Regions from separate parts of the Sus scrofa genome. Here region 1 is linked to region 2. A link is a contact called in public HiChIP or PLAC-seq data. All regions are on one chromosome and are shown on one strand. The core of a region is the stretch at or near the end of the contact, and the rest is flanking DNA. Distances in the headings are between cores, read along the strand shown.

Region 1 (7,158 bases), core at 4,131-6,630, 130 kb after region 2:
AAGGGGGTGCGATGATGGTTTTACAATGTCTAGAAATATCAAATCACTATGTTGTTCACCTGGAACTAAGATTAGTGTTGCGGGTCAACTATACTTCAGTTTAAAAAAAAAAAAAAAATCAGAGAGGAAAACAATGTGTTGTGTTTTTTCCTAACCAAGCAAGTTGATACAGAATTTCCCCTTTCTTTGCCTCCCTCAGATTTAAATTTCATCTTTTACTTTGGAGGAGGGTGAAGGGGATCAGAATGGGCCACCCCAAAATATGATACTTTGGCATAAGAATGATTCGGAGCCGAAGGCATTGGAAAGTCAGCAGATGCAGAAAGGAGCCTTCCTGGAGCTTCCCTTATGGGACTGAAAGTAGAAACTCTGAGAAATGAGGACTGCCATAAATCCCCTCTCCCAGGGAAGTTTTATGACCATGAAGAAGACAGAAAGTCGGCCCTGCAATGGATCAACACAAACAAACCATGCTAATAGAGGCCTTATCTTTCATTAGTTTCCCCTACATATTTACCTTCCCACAGTTTGCAAACCCTTTGTCTTGTCACGTCTCTACAATTTATGGCTCTTGGTTAAAAATGGCATATCAGGTTGACTTATTTCTTGGCATCTTCATTTCTTTTCTAGGGAGGCCACTATGTCACACAAAAATTAACATCAAATAAAGTCAATATGCTTTTCTCTTCTTAAAATATTAAAAATTAAAATAAATGAAAGGCTGCAAAATATTAAATGTTTATAAAAAAGCAACTATACCAAAATGTTAATATAGTTATCTCTAGGGAATGGGATTGTGTGATTTTTCTTTCTTCCTATTCTTCTACTTGATGCATTTTCTATACTGAGCATTACTCATATAATTTACACACACACACATAGACACACACACACAAGCCCTTTCTCTTCAGAAATCTACCCGCTAAGATACTATCGTGCTAGTGAAGCTTCTTTCACATTTGATCTGAAAAAGGATAAAAGAAAGAGATGATGATCGCGCTGGTACTTTCCTGAACTCTTGGCAATATCACATCTTGGCAATGGACTTTAATCTCTTGTCACACAAATATTTGTTCAACATGACATCATGCAACTACAAATATGCCTTAATCACATAAAGAGCAGTTAACTATAGCATGATTTTCCTGTCAAAACCCCACACTAAGAGATAATATCTCTTCCAGATACTTACAGATTACTAACATGATCCCAAAGGAGCCTAATGAAAAATGTGCAACGGGCATGCAAAGACTTTTTCTGATTCCCCTTCCAGGGCATATAAGTGACTATAAAAAATGTCCGCTTTTCACTGTCCTAAACATATAACAATCTAAAGCTGTAATTCTAAACTTTGTTCTCTAAAGCACTATTGAGGATCCTGACTCCATTTGGGAACTCTTATGCTACACTATCAATTACAGAATCTGTTTGTATTTTAATCCACCCATCTTTCTTCCTGTTTCATCCGCACTTTTTGTTCGCCAAGTCTCTGATGCCCCAGGGCTTCCAGATTCCTTTTTCAGAGTATCTAAAAGGAAAGGGTCCTCTTATGCTTCAATAACTCACTTATCTCAAAGTAAATCCAATTTTTTATTCGCATTTGATCTGTAATATGTAACAGAATGATTCATTTGACCATTGATCTTTATTTTTAGAAAGCTTTATTTTTAGAATGCATTCATTGAGTGTAACATTTTTTAATGTGTAACCCTCCCCTCCCTACAAAAAAAAAAAAAAGGAAAATAAATGAGGAAATGTACTTGGTAGCAAACAGGAGATTCACCTAACTTCAAAATGCCCCAGCATTCCTAAGCTGAAATTTAAGAATTAGCATTTTGACACCTGACACTTTCACTCCTGTGACAAGCTTTAGGGAAGGACCTTACAAGCACATAGATACATTATAACCTTCCAGCAGGTGGCACTCATACTCTGAAGAGGGGTCTATAAAACAGTAAACCAGCCCAGGTTCAAGGTAGCCCTAAATTTTTTGCTTTATTTTACTTTAGCAACACTGCTTAGGTACCAGTCATAAGCTTCAAGGAGGTCAGTGGTCCCCACTGCCATCCAGTGGAAATGACAGTGAGGCAGCAGGTATAATACAAAAAGCACAGATTTTAGAATTCAGAAACCTGAGTTTAAGCCCTGACCACAGCTATGCAGAGCAAGATGCTTAACTCCTCAGAGGCTTAGAGAGGGGGAAAAAAAAATATACTGATAAACACACTCAGTTTCTGCAAGGATTAAATGAATGTACATAACTATATATCACAATGCTTAGAAAACATTAAAAACTTGACAAACTATAGTTATTGCTCTTATAACCACCACTATTGGCAAGAATGTTATGAGGACTAAATGTGGTAAGTAGAACGTCTGGCATGCTTTAAGTTTTTTTTTGGGGGGGGTTGTTTTTTGTTTGTTTGTTTGTTTTTTAGGGCATTACCCACAGGATATGGAGGTTCCCGGGCTAGGAGTCCAATTGGAGCTACAGCTGCCAGCCTACACCACTGTCACAGAGACACAGGATCCAAGCTGCTTCTGCAATCTACACCACAGCGCACGGCAACGCTGGATCCTTAACCCAATGAGCAAGGCCAGGGATGGAACCTGCATCCTCATGGATACTACTTGGGTTTATTAACCACTGAGCCATGCCAGGAACTTCTCTTTAAGGTTTTGATAAACACTAGCTATTATTACTGTACCTAACTGAGAAAGGCTAGGCACTACAGGCATAGAACCTCATTGGAGAGAGACATGCTGTGATTGGGGCATGCCATCACATTTATTTCCCAAAGTGCCTGAAACACTCTGTTAGCAGGTTGTATAATAATAGTATGGCTACGGGAAAGTTAGTTCACTTTCCACTTTGCAACAGATGATCTAGTTTCCTTTTCTCTTTGATTTTATTACTACATGTACTTGGTCTGAGAGAGATGTGAAAGCAAGTGAGATTGGTAATAAATAAGAAGCTTACATCCTCTTAACTATGACAGCATAAGTGCTCTTTTCAAAGTTGAATGTTTAATCTTTTACGTAACATACTCCACATGAGAAAAATCAGATACAGTTCTTATAAATCAATGGCACTCTGAATATACAAACTTTAAGTATAAAAAATGAAACAGATGCAAATCAAAATAGTTTACAAGCAAAACCTAAATTACCTGGAATTCTCAGGGGCATTCTGATTCATTGGAGGGTAATCAGAAAATCTTTTCTTGCTTCCAGTAAAAAGCCTTGTTGAAAGCCTTCCTTATCTTCACAATTACCAAAATGGAATTATCTTTGACTCTAGGCACATTTTTAGTATCTTGGAGTTTCAATAAATATAAACTCCTAACAAATATTTCCTCCTCGTTTATCCTTTTATTTCCTTGAAGTAAAATGAGGGGTGAAAAAAAAACCCTTAAAACTCTTATTTAGGGGAGTTCCCGTCTTGGAGCAGCAGAAACGAATCCAACTAGGAACCAAGAGGTTGTGGGTTCAATCCCTGGCCTCGCTTAGCGGGTTAAGGATCTGGCATTGCCATGAGCTGTGGTGTAGGTGTCAGACATGGCTCGGATCCCTCATTGCTGTGACTCTTGGTGTAGGCCGGCAGCAACAGCTCTGATTAGATCCCTAGCCTGGGAACCTCCATATGCCCTAAAAAGACAAAAGACAAAAAAAAAAAAAAAAAAAAAAAAAAAAAAAAGAAAAAGAAAAAGAAAAAGCTCTAATATAAATACTGCCTTAAAAAGGAAAAGAAGTATCATCTTATTTTCCTCTGTCTCTAGTCCTCGTTTCCTTCTCTGTTCTGCAGTCTCTCCTGACATCTTACCCATGTGTCTAAGGTTTCACTGTTACTTTTATGGAGAATCCAAAATCTCAATCTCTAGCCCAAAACTCTGACATCAGGTTGCAACTGTGCATTCATACACCCATATGGAAATCCCACTGTACCTCAAAACCCACAGGTCCAAAACTGAGTATCACTTGCCTACCTCCACCTCTTAGCGCATCCACTATTCTTGCAATTATACCACTCTTTCCCAATAACCAAGGCAGGTTCAAAACCTTAAAACCAATCAGTGCCCAGTTACTCAACAAGTGCTATGTACTTTGCCTTTTAAATATACTCATGAATTTTCACCTCAATAATTAAAAGAAACCCTTAACTAGTATTTATACATGTGCTCTTGCCTGTGCCTGGAAAGATCTTCTCTGTCCTCTTTTCTGACTAACACCTATTTGCTTTTTAGAAAGGACTTTATCACTGCTTCTAAAAAACCTTTCTTGAAACTCCTAGTCTAAGTGGGTGTCTCTCTTCTGTCTTTCCTTCCATACTGTACTACTTCTCTTAACATACCACTGATGAAATTATGACATAGTTTGATTATCTGGCTCCCCTAATAGATTGCAAGGTTCTAGAATGCAGGAACTATGTCTTCCATCTCTAAATTTCCACTGTGTAACAAGCCAGACACATTTGGTGTTCCTCAAATGCTGGCTGAATTAGTGAGTGATGATCTAGCGCCTGTCATTTCTAATACATCCCATGCACTGACATCAAATTATCTTCCTAAATTAAAAAGTTGAGGAGTTCCTGCTCTGGCACAGTGGGTTAAGAATCTGACTGCAGGAGTTCCCATCACGGCACAGTAGAAATTAATCCATCTAGGAACCATGAGGTTGCAGGGTCAATCCCTGGCCTTGCTCAGTGGGTTAAAGATCTGGCATTGCCTCGAGCTGTGGTGTAGGTGGCAGATGCAGCTTAGATCTGGCGTTGCTCTGATTAGACACCTAGCTGGCAGCTGTAGCTCTGATTAGACCCCTAGCCTGGGAACCTCCACATGTTGCAGGTGTGGTCCTAATAAAGCAAAAAGAAAAAAGAAAAGAAAAGAAAGAAACTGATTGTAGCAGCTCAGGTGGCTGCAGAAGCACAAGTTCAATCCTTGACCCAGGGCAGTGGGTTAAAGAATCTGGCACTGCCACAGCTCTGGCTTAGGTCACAGGTGTGGCTCGGATTCAGTTCCTGGCCCAGGAACTTCCACATGCCATGGGTGTGGCCATTAAAAAAAAAAAAAAAAAAGTCTAATAATGTTAACTCTCCCATCCTAAAATCTTAAATGGTTTCAAAGATGAAACTCCCAAATGGAACATTCAAAATGACCCACTTCAAAGACTAAATCTATTTTTCTTACAAATAATTTATCTGGGGGGTGGGTGCTGAGAGTCAAGATAAAACTGTATTATAAAGATTTTAACCAAAAATGAGGCTGGCAGATAAGATCCAAGTTAAGGACCAGAGAGCTTTGCCCTAATAAAGGCGGTGTCATAACTGGCCTATGTTGTGGCCTTCACTTTCAGGACACTCCCCATACAATCATCATGAATGATGTCTCAAGGTCTCAAGGTCTCGCCACTGCACAGGATCCTGGCCATTACCTATTGTCCCCCATAAAGACTGGCCTTGGGACATGGGAATGAGGCAGCAACTTGGTTAAAAATACCCAGCAGGTAAGCAATGATTTTAAAAAGTCAAAATTCATTAGTAAACACAAGTGCCCAGCACATTTCAGGGAGCCTCAGGGAGTTTATGGCCTAATAGAGACCAAAGAGGAAGCAGATTAAGCAAAACTATAAAACTTTCTAAAACTGTAAGTATGATAAGGCTATTAACAAAAATACAGAATAGTTATATATAGCAGATATAATCTAATCTGGAAAGTCATAAAAGATACTCCTAACGAAGTATGCAAGTTGAAAAGAGGGAACTGAGAATTACAGAGACTCAACCAGCAAGAAAAGCATATTAGCCAATATTCTCATCATGTCATGACTGTACCGAATCTAAGAACTCCTTCACTATTCATCTTCCTGGGAACAAATATCAAATGAAATCCCTACTTTATCCTAAATTTTCTATGGCATCCTCCTATCATATGTAATAGAGCACAGCTCTCTACTTTCCAGATGAATATTTATAAAACTACTTGCATAAGAGGGTTTGGCACAAAGTAGGCATTCAACAAGTTTTGTTAAATAAGAAAACAAAAGTGATAGTACAAGAGTTGTTTTACAAACACATTGGTTAGATGGCATTTATCCCACCTTAAGAGAATACTGTTTTCAAAATTGCTGTTTTCAAATTTTCAAAATTATCCTTTTTCCATTTTTTTAAAGTTTTATGAAGTCTAGTGGATTTACAGTGTTGTGATAATTTCTGATGTACAACACATTGACTCAGTTATACATATACACACATCCATTCTTTTTCAGATTCTTTTCCCATACATATTATCACAGAATATTGGGTAGAGTTTCTTGTACTGTATAGCATATCTTTTATCAACAAGAAACTTTCAAACAAAATTAAATAAGAATGTTCAAGGAATTTAATGTCTGAAAAATAGAATGCAGCTGGTAATTAAATCAGCAAAATAAAGTAGTAGCAGTTTTATCTCAGATGCCCATAATAAATCTTATCCCAGTGCACTCTCAAGTTGGTTTTACATCTAATCCAAATCCTTATAACTTACATTTCTAAAATGTACGGTTTACATTTTCGCTAGTAAAAATAGGCATAGCCCTGGAATTGATCTCTCTCCCACCCAAACCCCATCCCCAAGTCCTAGAATTGGCTAAGGTGCTGGTAAGGATGTGCAGAGGGGTGGGAGGTAGGGCTTTTGCATTCTGAAGGAACTTGTCTAGTATGGTTAGATGTTCCACTTTACAGAATGACCGGCATTATCAATGGTCAGACAACCCACCTCAGATGCTATAAGAAACTACACTAATGTTTATAATTTATAGCTAAGGGTTTTGATCAAGTATTAACAGCAAAATTACCAGTACCAGTAATTCAGTGTATTTCACATCACCATGCTTCTAGAGAAAATAAATGCAGTGAAGTCAAGGCTCAAATAAATTAATCATTTATAGTTTCTGAAGACCTCACAGGAATTTTTACCACAGTAATAAGGAAAACTACTAAATGATCTATCTGACCAAAATGCAATCCAGGAAATGTCTACTGTATTGTTTTCATTAAATAGAAAATCTACTTCCTTCCTACTCTGCTAAGAGATCTTTATATGCATTATGAGAAAACACAGAGAGGGATGAGTTTCCACAAAGAAATAAATTATTTCTTATATATGAAACATCCATTAA
Region 2 (7,862 bases), core at 1,958-4,457:
TTGTGCAAATGTTTTTATGTTGTTTCTGTTTCTTCTATGGTTCTTAAAGGAGGCTACATTTTATTTTTTTATTTTTTTAATTAAAAGTTTTTTTTAATTTTTTTGCTTTTTAGGGCTGTACCCATGGCCTATGGAAGTTCTCAGGCTAGAGGGTCGAATCAGAGCTTCAGCAGCCAGCCTACCCCTCAGCCACATCAACACGGGATCTGAGCTGCATCTGCAACCTACACCACAGCTCACGGAAATACCAGATCCTTAACCCACTGAGCAAGGCCAGGAATCAAACCCGAGTCTTCATGGATACTAATCAGATTTGTCTCCACTTTGCCACAGTTGGAACTCCTACATTTTAATTTTAAATGGTAGGCTAAAAAAATACAGGGAATGTATTAGAAGACAGAAATTATACACTAATTTCTACAAGGAAAATTAACTATAAAAATTATTAAAAGACAATTGGAGTGACATGAGTTTAGCTAATAAGAGGTAAAGAGATCCCTGAAGAAAAGAGAAAAAGCAAACAATGGGGGGCAGTTATCACTCCAAGGGCTGAAATACAACATTCAGGAAGAAGCTGCCTCCTCCCAGGCCTAAGCTATAGACAACATTGGAGAGGGTATGGCCACGGCTCTCTGGATGTTGGAAAATTTCATAGGGGCCCATACTGGTGAAACATTGCAGAACCTGCTCTCTGGAGTGCTGAGGAAGCCATCCATCAGTTGGGAGACCATGCTCCAGAATTCACTGCAAAGCTATGCAATGGGGTGCCAGGAAAGCCATTTGCCCACTTTTGGCATTCTACCATGAAGCCTTCTATGGGGGTTCCAGCCAAAGTCATTCACAGGGAGGTGTCCAGGGAAGCTGCCTGGAGGAAGGCACCACTGGCGCTGGCCACCTGGCCCTGCAGAGAAAGCTCTGTGTGCTGCAGGAGCCTGATAAGCAAGCCCACTGGAACCAGGAAAAGAAGCCCTTTCCTCTCACAATGTCCTTTCCGGGCCCTCTACTGACAAAACTTACGTACCACACTAACAGTCACACACACACAAAAAAAAAAAAAAAAAAAAAAAAAAAAGAACTGCTTCTTTATTACTGACAAGCAAAAAATGAAGGGTGACATTGGAGCCAGGAGGCAACAAAATGGTAAGTGTCGTAATGAATTAAGCTGATGGAGGAAGGCTGGGTTATACTCATATTCATTCTAGGCCATATGTCCCAGATTTTCCTATCAGAGGGCCAAGCTCACACAGGAAGCTTGAGCTGAGGATCAGACAGCTGAGGGGGCTGGACTTCACCTCCTTAGGTGCAATATATTTTATGAAAGCCATGGCTCTCAATGGTAATCATTTCTTATCTGCCGCAAAGTCAGACTGGGCCACATGTGTCTCCTCAGTCCTATGATTTAAAACATATGTATAACAATACAAAATTGTCTTTCAAGTGTATTAAGGTAAATAATAATTAAGAATACTGCAAATAAGAAATGTTTTACAGTATCCAAGAAATAGAAACAACCTGCATGTCCATCCATAGGGGAATGGATAAAGAAGATGTACATATATACAGTGGAATATTACTCAGCCATAAAAAAGAATTAAATAATGCCATTTGCAGCAACACAGATGGACCTAGAAATTGTCAGAGGAAGCAAAGTCAGAAAGAGAAAGACAAATACCATATGATATCACATGTATAGGATATAAAATATGACACAAATGAACCTATCTACAGAACAGAAATAGACTCACAGATAGAACAGACTCGTGGTTGCCAAGATTGGGGAAGGGGGAGAGGATTGCGAGTTTGGGATTAGCAGAAGCAAACTATTATATATAGGATAGATAAACAACAGGGTCCTCCTACTGTATAGCGCAGGGAACTATATTCTGTTTATCCTGTGATAAACCATAATGGAAAAGAATATGATCAAGAATATATATGCATAATCAAATCTCTTTACTGTGCAGCAGAAGTTAACACCTTGTAAATTAGCTACAATTTAAAAATTTTAAAAAGAATACTGCAAATAGGTAGCTAAACGAATACCAATCATGGTTTCAAATTTCTGCAACAGCCTCTTTGACATTATAGTGACCAAGAGCCTGGGCTCTGAGCCATTTAGTAATGGTGTAACCTTGGGCAAATTATAAAACCTCTCTGTGCCTCAATTTCCCCATCTGTAAAATGCAGATAATGATAGTACTTCAGAGGATTGTTGGGAGGATTAAGTGGGTTACTACGTATAAAGCACTCTATATGTTAGGTATTATTACTAATATTTGGGAGTAGGAACACCCAGACCCACTTATGCTAGACCCCCTCAAGTCCCCTACAGTCTCTCCCACGCCCCTTCCCCATAAATGCAGCTCCTAAGGGGTACATGGGCTTGGTGCAACCTCTGAATCCTGCGGCATAGCCCGTCAATTCTACCGGTCAATAAGACACCCGCTTGCTCTTCTATCATCAACGCTGGACAAAAAGGCTAAAAGCCAAAACAAGTAAACTGGCCCCCACATAACTGATCCAAACAGCTTGGGGCCTGGCAGTACCAGTGGAAGAGCTTGAAAAGAAAAACAACCAAAAACAACGCACAGGCTTGTCTTTGTCATGGCTGACCCAGCTCACAGCCAGGCACGGAAACAGAGCGGCTTTATGAGAAAATGCCTTTCTTTCCACGCAGTAATTGAATCCAGTTGTGGACTGAGGTTGCACATTAGTAGGGTTTAAGAAAGGTTTGCCTCTTAGATACATCAGCTCCAGCTGAACAATCATTTATTTCTGTTAAATTCTTGTCAAGCAGGGTATTGCAGCATCCACGGACAATATAATCCTCTGGAATCTGGCTCTCACACTCATCCTACAGATAGGCCAGGAATCTTTTAGGCTCTTCAAAAACTAAATCTCTTGGGTAGAATCCAAGACAGCCCCTCTGGATAATGAATTTGGCTTTGTAGCAATAGTGTTTGGGGCAGTTTTAGGGCAGCTGAGTGCTCAGATCTCTTTAGATCAACTTCAACATAATTCCTCTTCAAGGGGGCTCTCCTTGTCTGTTTCCTGTCTTTCTCCCAGAAAAGGGAAGAGCTTGCTTGTGATCAGGGCAGGAGGGATCAGGGTCAGATTTGGTTGCATCTTGTCCTGTGACTATTGCTGCCTGCTGACAGCATGCTTCACTCAGTAAATGAAATGAAACAGTCCCTGTTCTAACAACTGCCACCCGCGTCAGGACAGTGAGTCTTACACCACCCTGCTGGAGGCCTGCCCTGGAGCCCTCAAGGGCACAGATTCAAAGGTCTCAGCCAGAAACTCTTCAGTAGTGCATGCTTTAAAAACATTTTTTTTTTAATTACTTTGGTAGTTTTGTAACGAAGCAATGGGAAGTAGGGTGGCATATGGGTTAAATTTAAAAGAGTAAAGTTTCTTTTCTAGACCTAAAAACAAAAGAGTTTACCGGACATCCACTATGTGCACTGAACTCTGTCTGTGCCACAGTCTTTCCTGTCTTTGGGTTCTTTATATGAGCTTCTTCCAGCTTCTCCCCAGAAAGGCTTTTCCACCATATCTGTCAGTTTGCTGGGCAGGGAATAAATGGCTCATTCAAATAGAGGGGTGTTGGAGTTCCCGTCATGGCTCAGTGGTTAATGAATCCGACTAGGAACCAGGAGGTTGTGGGGTTGATCCCTGGCCTTGCTCAGTGGGTTAAGGATCCGGTGTTGCTGTGAGCTGTGGTGCAGGTCACAGACAAGGCTGGGATCTGGTGCTGCTGTGACTGTGGTGTAGGCCAGCAGCTGTAGCTCCAATTAGACCCCTAGCCTGGGAACGTCCATATGCCACGGGAGTGGCCCTAGAAAAGGCAAAAAGACAAAAAAAAAAAACCAAAAAACAGAAAAAACAGAGGGGAGTTGACTAAAGGGACAGCCATCTCTCCCTGGTTGCTGGGGCCTCTCTGTTCCTGCAGTTTGGAGGAACTGTGGGATGGTCTAAGTCAGAGGCTAAGATGCATAGCAGTTACAAGTGGAAGGCCTGTCTCTAGGCCTCCCAGAGCTCTCTTTTTGCCACCTGCCACCCAGCTCAATCACAGGCCCCCATGTCACTTGGCCTGTGTGGATGAGCACAAAGTGTAAGCTCCCAGGTGAGGTTTCCCCTAGAAACCCCTGGCAACCCCACTGGCTCCATTGTCACAGCTGAAAAGGTAGAAGGTGGATGAGAAAGATATCAGTACTATGAAATCTTTGATTTTCTAAAATTGAGTGGAAAAAAGAGAAAATGAAAACAAAGGAAAATTATTTCTGTGAAGTGAAGTCCTGTTTGGTTTGAGCCCAAAGTTTCTGAACTAAGTCACCGAACACCTAGCTATGCTGGCCCCAGGCTGGCCACAGAACACTAAGATGCCTGAGATCCAGCCCCTGGTCTGTTTCAGGACCCCGGACTGTGGCCAGATGCCCTTGCCACCACTTCAGAGCCCCCTCCCCCTGTATTAGTTTTGTAGGCTACATAACAAATAACCACAAATGTGGTAGCTTAATACAACAGTTCTGTATTCTTTCATAGTTCTGGAGGTCAAAAGTCTGAGATCAAGCTGGGGGCAGGGCCATGCTACCTCCAGGAGTTTTAGGGGGCACCCCTTGCCTCTTCCAGCTCTGGTGACACCAGTCATTCTTTGGCTGTAGCTGCATCACTGCCATCTCTGCCTCTCTCTTCACATGACCTTCTCCTATTCTCTTGGTGTCTTCTCTTTTGTCTCTTAAAAGGGCACTTGTCATTGGATTTGTGTGCATGGGATAATCTAGATGAACTCAAGATCCTCTCATCACATCTGCAAAGACTATCTTTTCCAATAAGGGGGCTTCATAGTTCCAGGGGCTTGTAGTGGGTTGAGAGATGATGCCCTAAAAGATATGTCTACAACATGCCCACCCCACCCCCATCTTCATTCTCTCCCTGCCTGTGGATTATCACACTCAGTGTAGAAACATGTCAGGTTTGCCTCATCAAAAGAAAAATCACTTCCTCCCCACTGTCTCGTCATGGTTCTCTCAAAGATCTCCAGCTTCTGTGCTCAGCCCCTTTGCCAAAGTGGATGCTACCGACTACCTCCTTAAAACTCTTCCCTCTGCTTCCCAGATCCCTTCCCAGACCCCAACCTTTTCAACTACTGCTCTAACCCCTTCTCCCCCTGTTCTCTAAGTCAGGATCCTTCAAGGACCTGCCTGGTACTCCTTAGTGTTGCTTGCTCCCTCAGAAGACTCTCATGTTCTCCTTCAGTGTTACAGCTTCAACAAATGCCTCAATGCAGATGACTCATTTAAGCTGAAGCTGGGACCAAAATCTTAGCTTAAGCCTCCAAGACCTTGGTGTACATTTCATGTTGTCTTCTGATCTCCACCTACAAGTCCCATTAACATCTCAAACTCAGAATGTCCCAAAGGGGACTCATGGTCCCATGGTCTTTCAAACCTGTGCTTCCCCTGCCCCATATTCTCCCCAGATCTCTGCCTGGCCCCACCACCCTTCCACCCACCAAGTGCGGAAATCTTGGCAGCATCTTTGCATTCCATATCCATTCTGACCCTGTAACTTTTATCTCTACAGTTGCTCCACCACTGCACTGACCCCTGTGACATCTTTTCATTTCCAACATTCTCTTGCTTCCCTTCTGCAGCCTGGGAGACTCTAGTGGACCCCTCTTGGGTTTCTCTGTGTCCGCTCTCTCATTTTCCACTCCAGTTTATACACTATTAATACATTCTCCCCCAAACACAGATCTCAGCAAAAAACCCTCAGTAGCTCCCACTACCTTGAGATCACAGCCTAAACTCCTCAGCCAAGCCTTCAAGGTCCTCTCTAAACTGTCACTGACCCTATTCCAACCATCACATACACTCTGCTCCAGCCAAAGATATGAACTGTCTATCTTCTGGATGCATTCCACGCTTTCTTCCTTACCGTTCCCCATTCAAAATATGAGTCTTAGAGTCTTCTAAAAGACCTCTTTTCTGTTAAAATATGGGTAACAAAATAAGAGATACTGACCAAAGAGCAGATTGCCAAATCCCACAAAGTGGAATCACCCACCTCTTATTTCCTGTACCAAACAGAAAACACACTTCAGATTATTCTTATCTGTCAGGGTTACAAAGCAGAGCTTTGTTTGCTAATGGAATTCGCCAGCTTGGAGTGGAACCATCACCCTTTGAGAAGTCAAACATTTTCTTGGTGATTCACCTGTTAGGGAAAGCATCAACTTTCCTGCTCTGAATTTCTGTAGCAGAAAAGGAGCTCTGGTATCAGATGAGTAACAAACACTGTCATTTCAAACCTGAAATCTTGTGACTGAAAGTTCCAGGAAATCAAACCATGGTAAAGAAGTGATAGAAAAATTAAAAGAAAACTTGAGCCCATAGAAATAAGTGGAGGCACAGAGAAGATTGACCATAAGGTGCTTTGATGGGTGCATATTTCTCGTGTATTCCAGTCCCCAAGCCCTTGACCATACCAGGAGATGGCCTCAGAATGCTCTTAAGAAGCCCACACATACACCTCACCAGTCCAGGCACACCAAAAGGAAATAGCTCTTTTGGGAAACTAGCTGTGGCTTCCTTTAACCCATTTGAAAAGACTCAAGTGGCATATCTTTCTGTCTATACAATATCTGAAATTTTAGACTCTTCTTTTGGATTCCTTCCCTATTTAGCGCTATTTCCATCCCTGTAGTCATTGAGATGTTCAAAAGCAAACTGAAGTTGTAGCTTCTGAAGCACTAAAAGCCTCAGAAATTCAAGCAAACATAAGTTTGGGGAACTTTATGTTTTCTTATTAGAGAAAGATATGCTGGTAGATACACCCTGGGCTTGAATCACTTGATAGGAGCTACTAGTTGTATCACTCAAAGAAGTTATTTAACCTACTTCAGCTTCAATTTCCTCATCTGTAAAATGGGATTATTAAGATTTCTTTGCAGAGTTGTAAGGGTTTAAAAAATGATCTTTAACGAGCCTAGCTCAAGATCTGGCACTGAAAAAGTTTTCATTAATAATAAAAAGGAAAAATTTTGTTTTTGTCTGCCCCACAGCATATGTAGTTCCCAGGCCAGTGATCAGATCCAAGTTGCAGTTGCAACCTACATGTAGCTTCAACAACTCATGATCCCTTAACTCACTGTGCCAGGCCGGAGATTGAACCTGATTCCTGGTTCTGCAGAGACACTGTTGATCCCATTGAATCACAGCAGGAATTCCATAAAATTCTTTTTAACACTGTAGATTCGAGTGAAAAGGAAGACTAGATTGTCCTTCCTGTAGAATTCTTTTTGTGTTTACAAGGCACCTGAGAGATTTTTCTTTTAAAAAAAAAAAAAAAACTGTACTATTAGATAAGCTACTGTATGCCCTTCAGGTTTGTGTCCATTTAATGTTCTTATTTACTTAATATTCTTTTCAGTTATGCCTCAGGCATCACTCCAGCACTTATTACATTTAAAAGCAAAATAAAATGCAAGAAGCATTTTACTATTTCCTGAGATGTTCCAGTGGAATTCCACTATTCCCAGAACAGAACTTGATTTTCATCAAAAGATCCCCTCCCCCACTTTTAGGATGCTTCACCCCCCCAACTCTAGGGCCCAGGTGTGGCCAATAAAAACATCATATTTTTGGAGTTCCCAACATGGTACAGTGAGTTAAGAATCAGGTCTCTGTGGAGGTATGGGTTTGATCCCTAGCCTGGCACAGTGGGTTAAACTATCCAGTACTGAGTAGCTGCAGTATAGGTAGCAGCTGTGGTTGGGATTCAATCCCTGGCCCAAGAACTTCCGTATGCCATGGGTGCAGCCATAAAATTTAAACAGCAACAAAAAAATTTTAATCATA

What was found. HiChIP or PLAC-seq counts read pairs in DNA pulled down with a chosen protein or histone mark.
Region 1: an H3K27ac HiChIP or PLAC-seq map of alveolar macrophages shows a contact between it and region 2. The contact joins two enhancer-like sites. A contact is called at or near these places in 7 of 47 Hi-C or Micro-C datasets (embryonic fibroblasts, fetal heart ventricle, fibroblasts and 2 more) and 2 of 2 datasets of contacts at active chromatin or transcription factors (alveolar macrophages and skeletal muscle).

What each region holds. Positions count from the first base shown.
Region 1 is chr1:76,659,966-76,667,123 of Sscrofa11.1, forward strand. The region is part of intron 2 of CDK19 (cyclin-dependent kinase 19); the gene reads right to left. Among named protein-coding and RNA genes, the nearest start is that of CDK19, 130 kb to the right of the region's middle. Within about 2 kb of position 5,381, at least 5 of the 83 cell types and tissues checked have an H3K27ac peak or open chromatin away from gene starts, as enhancers often do. A contact at or near this core is called in alveolar macrophages, where this site is marked.
Region 2 is chr1:76,532,039-76,539,900 of Sscrofa11.1, forward strand. All of the region lies in intron 1 of LOC110260565 (a long non-coding RNA gene), which reads left to right. Among named protein-coding and RNA genes, the nearest start is that of SLC22A16, 68 kb to the left of the region's middle. Within about 2 kb of position 3,208, at least 17 of the 83 cell types and tissues checked have an H3K27ac peak or open chromatin away from gene starts, as enhancers often do. A contact at or near this core is called in alveolar macrophages, where this site is marked.